Regions from separate parts of the Rattus norvegicus genome. Here region 1 is linked to region 2. A link is a contact called in public Hi-C data. All regions are on one chromosome and are shown on one strand. The core of a region is the stretch at or near the end of the contact, and the rest is flanking DNA. Distances in the headings are between cores, read along the strand shown. Region 1 overlaps Dpys (dihydropyrimidinase). Region 2 holds the start of Dcstamp (dendrocyte expressed seven transmembrane protein).

Region 1 (4,270 bases), core at 1,091-3,590, 81 kb before region 2:
AACGGAGGGGCTCTACTATGCCAACTCCCACATCCTCTTAGAAACCTATAGATCTTTCTATTTTCTATATTTTTGTTATCCAACTGAAGACAGAAAAATATTATCAAGCTAATGAAATGGCCCAGTCCTCTTTGGAACTTTTATTTGACATTTTAGATTCTGTATGAATTTTTTTCTCATATACCATAAAAATTTTGTACTAACATGCACAATTTGTAGAATATGGAGAAAAGAGAGAGGGGGTTGTTGGGGAGGAGGCTTCATGGGATAAGGGATTGGATGATCATTTAAACAATGAGAGAGAGTGTTTTGCATAGTTCACACACGAAGGGAGAAACAGGAGTATCTAGGTCAATCCCAACACCCATTTTCTCTATTCCTGGCCTGCTTATTATGAGAAAGGTACTCAGTTGGGCTCTCTGTTCCCAGTCAAAATGTATGCAGATGACCTCAGCTGGGACATTTCTAATGCACCACAATATTTTTAGCCTCACTGCACACATCATCCACAGCTCTGTACTGTCCTTAGAGATGGAGAATGCTCACCATCGTCACCTCCCACCTCTCCCTGCCCTGCACACTGAATTCTAGCGACTCCTGCACACCTGTTCACAGTGCCACACCATAGTCTTCCTTTACTTTCTGAATCTTTGTTATATTGTTAAGGTGCATTTTAAAAAGGAATAGGGGATATGATGATGGCAGAGAGACTCCCCCGGGGTCACACTGACAGAATGGCACTATTGTCACAGTCAATGAACTGATATCCCTATACTATGAGTGGCTAGAGCCTATCCTGCATTCAGGTTTGCTCAGCTCTTAACCCAGCATTCATTTCTGTCCCAAGATCCCACCCAGGATCCCATATTAGATCTGAGGTTGGGCTGAGGTGTGGCAATTTCTCTACCTTTGCTTTTAATTCCTTTACCTGTGATAAGGAATTATATTCAAGTATGTTGGAGAATGTCTTTGTTGTGCTTTTCTTTCTGATGGTTTTTCTCCTACCCAGCCACAGGTTTGGGGAACAAATAAGACAAAAGTCTCACTTTCCATTAGTCATGAAGAGTGCATATAACAGAGGTAATATCACACAGTTGGTGTGCGCTGGGTGCCTGGCTGGGTCAGTCTCTGCCAGGCATAGCAATGGTCCAGCACCTGCTTCTTCTGTATGGCACTTTTGGAGAGGAAGTTACTGCACACAAGCCAAACCTAAGGAGTGAGGTGCTATGCCCTAGACCTGTGCTCGAATTGGTATTTTGGAACTTGGGCTTGGTCAAGCTCAGCACAGTAGAATTTCAGCAAATGCAGTTGAGCAAAGTGGAAGAGACTGGCCTTCCACAGTGCACAGGAGGCTGGGGGGACTTGGCAGTGGCTGGGGGACACTGGGAAGACTGCCTTCAGCAACAGATGTGCTTCAGAGAATGTCAAGGAGAGCATCTCCTCATTTGTGCTTTTAATTACTGTACAGGATCCTTCAATGATGAACAGAATGGAAGGATGCAGACACAGATCAGTAAAAATGAGCTTTTCTAAGTGCAGGAGGATGTCCTGTTTCGTTCTTTTTGTTCTCTTGAAACAGACTTTGACTTTTGAGGTTGAGAGCGGTTTGTCAAGCAGAAGTAGCTGGGGCTTGAAGAGAACTGCTCTTGGGTGCTCACAAACTCTCTCTGAGCTGCTTCACCTTGGAGCCAGGTTCTGAGGGTGGGGATTGTACAGGTCCCTCCTTTGAGAAACTGTCAGTCCAGGGAGAGGAGAGGGAATATAGAATGAGGTGGTCTCAGTCTCAGAAGGGATGCGCTGCGGATACTGTTAGAGAGGTTCAGAGCAGAGAGATCCTGTGTGAAAGAAGAGAACGGCGTGCTGTCACACAGGATGGGAGTGGGTACAGCATCTGTATCTGAGAGACAAGACTGAGGCAGAGGCCGAGTGAACTGAAGCACCAGGGAGGAGTCCAGAGTGAAGCAGTTAAAGCTGAGGATGGTGTGAGAGACGAGTCCTGGCTCCAGGGAAAAGGAAGACAAGGCAGTCACTGTCATAGACTAAGGTGAATGTTAACAAAGTTAGCCTTGTGGAAAAGTATTATTTAATCAAGGGAAGAAATAGATTTCTCTAAAGGAGGATAGTCTGTCTTGCGAAAAAGTACTCCCCTTTATCCTATGATGGTAATTTTAACACTAACTTCAGACTGGTGTTATGTGTGATCTCTGTTTTATCATATAATTAGACACTAGATGTTTTTCTGCAAAATTCCTCAAATGCTTTTAGCAAAGGTGATTGCCTCCTTTGATTAGTTATTGCAGATGACAGCAATGTACATTGAACTCCGTATCCTGAAGGGGGCGCCCACAACCTACACTGAGCTGCCGGAGCTGCTGGTTACGTAAGGAGGCAGCCTCCTGAGAGAGGAAGGGATTGCTAACGCTTTGGGGGCTACATGGTTCCTAGATGTTTCTGCTTGTTTTTGATTCATGTTGGTTATTAACGGCATGTAGAGAACAGTGTGCCCGCTACATAATCTGCTGCCCTAAAACCGGGTTTCGTTAATGTCACCAAAGGAGGTCAGGAGAAAGGCAGGGCATCCATGCTTTTCTCCGTTCATTTCTTGTTTTGTACATCTACAATGGAGCTGCATGGTTCCGGAGTGAGGCATCTGATGAGCGCTGAAGGATAGTGAGAGGGGACTGGGAGTGGGGTGAGGGGAAGGTTTGGAAATCCTGATGAAAGATTACCTTAAACATAACAAGTCTGTAAAAAAAAAAGTCTTTGCAAAATCAACTGCAAAACCTCTTCTGTGCCATTACACATTTAAATAAAGGCTGCGTTTAGTGCAACGCGAACATCATCAACTATTTTTTTCGTTTTGGAAATGAAGAGTCCCCTGCATTCAGCTTGACAGCTCATTGAGCCACCGTCTATCTCTTGTGACAGAAGTGTGTGTGCCCTACGCTTCACTGCTCGGGTCAAAGCTTTAGATCTAAGGACATATCCCTTATCTACTTATTTGGCCTTTTGTTGGTAGAATATTCTGGTACTTAGCTTAGGGAGAAGAAATCAGGAGTGTGGTTTTTATGTGGCATTGAAACAGAATTTTAAGATGTCATGAGGTTGAAACAGAGATCAGCCAAAATGGCCAACCTGTGAAAAGTCTGATCGGAGAGAGGGGAAAGCCAGCTACTTGCAGGTCTGCAAAGCAGCAGTAGCTCCTGGGCTGGCAATGTAAGGCTGTTCTTTGAGCTCTGGCTCTTTGGTATTCATTAAAGAGCACTTAGTTACTATGGAAACCGTCCCTTTTCAGTATTTATGAGCTACAGGGTATCTCACAGCATCTCAAGCACACAAACACACATTGACTACTGTGTGCACTGAAACATTTGATGAAGACTTCTAGCTGGTCTGTATTCTTCAGAGGAGGCATATTTTTGTTTCCAGTTATTTTGGGTTTATTATTTTTTTTAAACTCAATTACAGCAAGTTTTGACCTTGGATACACCATTCTGGAAGGCATTGTGCTGCCTCTCCTGCTTAATTTCCTGCCTTTTCTCAGTGTAGATAGAGATAAACGAATTTAACTTTATATTCAGTGAAGAGTAATGACTTGAGGATTATGAATGTGCCCTGGGTTCTGCCAAGGAATCTTAGTATGAAATTGATCAGGAGAGGGATAGTTCTTTAAGGGACATTGAGCAATGGGAAGTAAAAAGCATCAAGACCCAAACAGTGATGCCATAGCATCGGGGATGCCTTCAAAGAGCCTGCTTGGCATTTTCCTTGCAGTGGCTCATTGTGTGTCATCCAATTTCTGAACTGTAATTCTTCTCTTCTTCCTCCAAAGAAGTATATGCACACATGTGAGAGTGCACACACACACACACATGCACACACATGCACACACATATAAACACATGCACAAGCACACACACACATACACACACACACTCGCACACACATAAACACATGCACAAGCACACACATAAGCACACACACACACATGGACACACACACATAAACACATGCACAAGCACACACATAAGCACACACACAAGCATACACACAAGCACACACACATGCACACATACACACACATATAAACACATGCACAAGCACACACAAGCACACACACACAAGCACATACATAAGCTCACACACAAGCACACACACACACACACAGAGTTTGTGATTGTTTTGAAAAGCTGAACAGCATAAAGATTTGCTTTTCATACCTATTGCTGACGGACGCTGTAAAGAACTCTGCTCTCAGGCCCCAAAGTTC
Region 2 (4,714 bases), core at 974-3,473:
TAAGCACCACAACCTTGCTTTTATCCCTAGCCTACAGTTTGCATCATGCCCCAAGCAGACAAGCCTTAGCTACAGTTTACAGCAGAGAGTCACCAAGATGCCATCTCCTCCCTTTCAAAGGGTTAAGATGATGTTCCTGGGGAGTTCCACACAGTGTGTGGGGGGAGGCAACAGAAAAGAACAGAGCTGGGGTGAGGACCCTGAGCCAAACCTAGTGCCCTGCAGAGATATGCAGCCTGTGCATCTAACCTGAGCCCATGTTTACCGGCTTTCATGCAGAGCTGAGCTGTTGCCATAGAAACAGAAGCACCAGCCTTTCCCATTCACCCGACATGTGTAGCAAGCACAGCTGCGGTGGTTTTCTCTGGTCTTGTGTCAGTGTGCGTGTGTGCACATGTGTGTGTGCACACACGTGTGTGTGCACATGTGTGTGTGCATGTGTGTGTGTGTGCATGTGTGTGTGTATATTGTGCATGCACTCACACATGTTAAGTTTCAGTGCATCATCACAGCCTGACATGGAGTGCATGAATTCCCACTTCAATACCCAGACTCCACTCTGCCCACTTTGTTGGAGGTCAGGAACACCCCTATTCCTGAGCACCAGCCTTTGAGCACAAATCAAACTTCAATGTGCAAGTGCATTTCCTATCTTGCTTCAGACACAAGGCGCGGTCAAATACTATAACACATAGAACCATGAAATCGTAACAACTTGCAAGCAAGTGGTCCACCCTGAGAGTGCTCTAGAGTGCTCTAGATGGAAGTCACACATCTCCGGTGAGGCACACAGTAGGCCTGCTGCTCCTCTGAGGATGGAAAGAGAAAGGCCAGGAGCCTATGCTCTCCTGTGTCTCTTGCTGGCAGAACACTTTTCAGCTCACTCTGACCCTGCTTCTGCACAGAATCCAAAGGTCTGAACTCAGCCAGCACAGTTCATCTGCAGACACCTGAGGGAACATTCACCCACTGGGACAATCTCTCCTTTCTGCCAGGATACCTTCAGCTAGTTCTGCCTCCAGCTTTCCTTGGGACTGCACATGATGTGAAAGTCATTTGAAAAGAAATTCCTGCAAATGGCAGAGTGAAATTTCCAAAAAGGCTCCAGGCACGGAGACAGGAGGCCTGCTCTCTAGCTTGCATCTGCCTACACAGGCCATGTGGCCTTTGATAGGTCATTTCAGCTGCTGGGCCCTCAGCGTGGTCCCTGCTGGCCCAGTGGTTTCTAGGTGATAGATGAATGCTGGCCACAGATGCCTGGCTGAGCTCTTTACAGCCACTTCTGAGGCAGAGAATCAAAGCTTGGCCCTGTGAGTGGGACACAGGAGGAATGAAAGGTGTCCCCTTGCTTTTTTTCCTTCCTTCTTTTTTTATTCCCTCTCTTTCTTGCTTGCTGTTAAGCTCTTGCAAGCTTATCTTTTGGTTGGGAACACGCTGTTCTCTCAGGCTGCCAAAATAGCGTGAGCAGGAGCTGCAGCCTCTTCTGAGGTGGAACGAATTCCTCATCCCTCTGCTTTAGTCATTTTTGCCTTGGGAAAGCCAGCAACTGCCTTCTCCAAGAAGGCGGCCTTCATACAGAAGAGAGATTAATAGAAGCTGTGGGGTAAACAGAGTAGCAAGTTCGGAACAGTTCGGTCTGTCACGGTGCGCTGCAAAGCTGGGAAGCTCACCGCTGGCCAAGCTGGGCCGCAGTGAACCCCACAGACCAGCCCCAACGCTCACCACAGCCAGCATCAAGCCACAGAGATCCACTCTTCCCAAGCCAGGTAGACAGACACTATTGTGCCTTCAGCAGGGCACCCCACAGCAGCCTTCCCAGAGCTTCTGAGTAGCCAGGTACCAGCCCCGAAAAGCTGTCTCCCGGTTCCTTCACCACACAGGCAAATGGCTGAGGGAGAAGACCGGTTTAAAGTACTCTCTGGTTGTGGGGCTGGATTCCGGTTTACTAGCACGTTGTTTTGAAAGCAATTTTAGAAGCAAGATTATTTTGAAAGTTTACTTACAAGTTCCTCTTTGGTTCCTCCACAAGCACAAAATATGATCTTCTGGAAGCTCAGGAGGCTTAATATGGGTCAGGGAAAGGGGAAGCAGACATGAGAAGGTGGACCACATCACCCTGAATCAATCTCTCTTCATTTCCTCCACAATGTGACTAAGTTATTTAATGTCATCAAGGGTAGAAACTGTATGAAGGAAGCCCGAGTTTCATTCTAGCACTTTCCTCAGACGACGTTCCAGACATTAGCGCTAGGAAATACTGTAATAGGATGTTTTCAATACAATGAGTTGTAGAAATGAGGATTCCCCTTCTCTTTCTTCCCCTTTCCTCCTTACTCACCCCAGCCATGGGGAGAGACAGACTGGTCTCACCTTCAGACCCCATCCACAGCTGAAAAGTCAGATTTCTGGATGAGCCCAAGCTCTGAAGCCTAGTAGCTGCTTCAAGACTACACACAGAACTTATCAGCTTAGAAATTTAGCTCTCTGACTAGAAAGATCATTGTTGTTCAAGGGATTTAGAGAAGTCGCAAAAACTTCATATAAAACTAGTCAATATGTCTGTGAAAGCTTAAATTTTACAATTCCTAGGCAAATTCAAGCATCACTGGAAAGGATGTTGCCTTAAAAATTATTACTAATAACAAATGTTGTCATATGAAAGAATGAAAAGCTGTAGAAATGTCAAGGTATCAAGTCTTATTTTCAAAGTTATTACCCATGTGCATTTACAAGCTTAGCAATATTTCAAAGACACACCCATATATCAAGAAGTGACATTTACAATTAGTCTCCTGATTAAATTATCGATTTTCTCTCTTCTCAAAATGTTTATTTGTTTCACATATGCTATCCTGACTCTTCAACAATGCCAACAGTTTTCTTGTCTCCTTAAAATTTTGGAAGTATCATTCATTTTGATACAACTGATAGATCAATAAGTACTTGTTGAAACTCTTTCAGATGCTGAGACACTGAGAGATGTAAAAACCAAATAAAATTCCAAATTCTGATTTTAAAAGGCTTGTAATTTATAAGAGAAACAAATATGTGTCTGCCTACTATGTATATGTGTATATACGTATATCATATATATGTATATATATGTATCTACTTATAGATGCATACATATATATATACATATGTATATATACATATATTTTGGAGGTAGGACAGGTTTAAGGAATTGGTTCATTTAATTGTAGATTTGTAATTCCAAAATCTGCACCCACAAATATTTTTTATTTACTAAAATTTTGAGAGTTTCGTTCATTTCGATTCAGTTAAATGTAATTCAGTCTGTCAAGGGCAAGTTGAAAGTGTGAGAGAGAACTCAGAGACCGTGCATCTCTGTCTCATCTGTCAGGAAAGAGTTGACGTTGGAGCCCCCGCCACAGGTGGTTTCTTTGCAGAATTATCTCTTCCTTACAGACAGCAGTCTTCTATTCTTCAACTGAGTAAATGAGGTCTGCCGTTTTGATAGGTACTTTATGCAAAGTTTACTGATTCAAATGTCAATCTCATTTTTTAAAAATGTCTTCATGATAATGTTTAGGATGTTTGGCCAAAACACTACATGTAATGACCTAGCTAAATTGACATACAGAATTAACAAGCACAACCAGACTGGCATAAATGGAAAAGAAAAATAAAATATAGAGGTTTCTTTGTTTAGTAGCTGGGTAAGAGCAAGAAAAGGAACAGAGGTATCCTGGTCTTTCTGTTGGAGCCATTTACGAATAGAAACAATGACTCAGGTTGTCGGGTTAAGACACCCATTTACTCTGATGTAATTCAGGATGTAATGGGTAAAGACAGGAAACTGAGAATTAGCCAGACAGCACAATTTGGCCTCCCCAACAACAGGGTCACATTGAACTTGAAACTACGGAGTAAATGGACTTTCTGAAGAGCACCCTATTGGGACAGGGGGTGGGAGAATAAAGGTCCCTCTCTTTACTAGGAGTGGCCCTAGGAGACCATTTTGCACTTAGAAACCGGGTTTCCTGGAGCAAAGCTCTGGAGCCAGTTGCTCTGAGCGGTGAGTTCCTGCTGGGAGAGCTGAGGCGTGGGAAGATGGGCTCTCCAGCTAGGAGCACACGTAAATAGTCAAGAGGATTGACTGGTAAGAGTGGAGCCAGCACGGAAAGGCAGAAGAAACACCATAAGTTGAGGAGAGGCACATGTGGCCCTTCCTGCCCGGAAGGACTGATCCAAAGCAGTGATGGGGGCCCCAAGTGAGGAGGGTCTAGCAGTGAAGATCTGAGGGAGGAGTCATGAGCGGGGAAGAAAGAGGAGACGCAGGGGATGGCCCCAATCTTTGAGACTAGGTCTTTAATGCTTTGGGAAGAGCCATTTCAAAGTTAGAGGGGTGAATCCAAGAGCCAGGAAGGGCAGAGTCTTCGGAGGGGAGCAGTTCCAGGAGTGAGGAGGAGGAGTAGGAAGACCAGGGGTGGAGGTGGGGAAGGTACAGGAAGCAGCCTGGCAAACAGTGAACACTGGGAAAGGCTTTGTAAAGGAAGAACCAGCGCAGTGAATGCTGGGAGGGGCTTGGTACAGGAAGTACCCTGTCAGACAGTGCACACAGCGAAGGGGTTGGCATTGTTTGAAGAAGTAAGGAAGAAAGTGGAGGATGTTTCCAGGTCTCTCAGCAAAAAGGCACTAGAATCCTGTTATGCTCGGGGAAGGGAAGAGGTACAGATTGAGGGTTCCTTCA

The links. Hi-C and Micro-C count contacts between places; a contact is called where the count stands out from the background.
Region 1: a contact with region 2 is called in a Hi-C map of frontal cortex, with 1.7 times the contacts expected there. The contact joins the enhancer-like site here to the promoter of Dcstamp in region 2.

What each region holds. Positions count from the first base shown.
Region 1 is chr7:72,771,506-72,775,775 of GRCr8, reverse strand. The region is part of intron 7 of Dpys (dihydropyrimidinase); the gene reads left to right. Among named protein-coding and RNA genes, the nearest start is that of Dpys, 40 kb to the left of the region's middle. Within about 2 kb of position 2,340, at least 37 of the 93 cell types and tissues checked have an H3K27ac peak or open chromatin away from gene starts, as enhancers often do.
Region 2 is chr7:72,689,873-72,694,586 of GRCr8, reverse strand. Dcstamp (dendrocyte expressed seven transmembrane protein) reads right to left here and starts at 2,223. Exons shown (of 3, transcript XM_008765474.4): 1 at 2,004-2,223.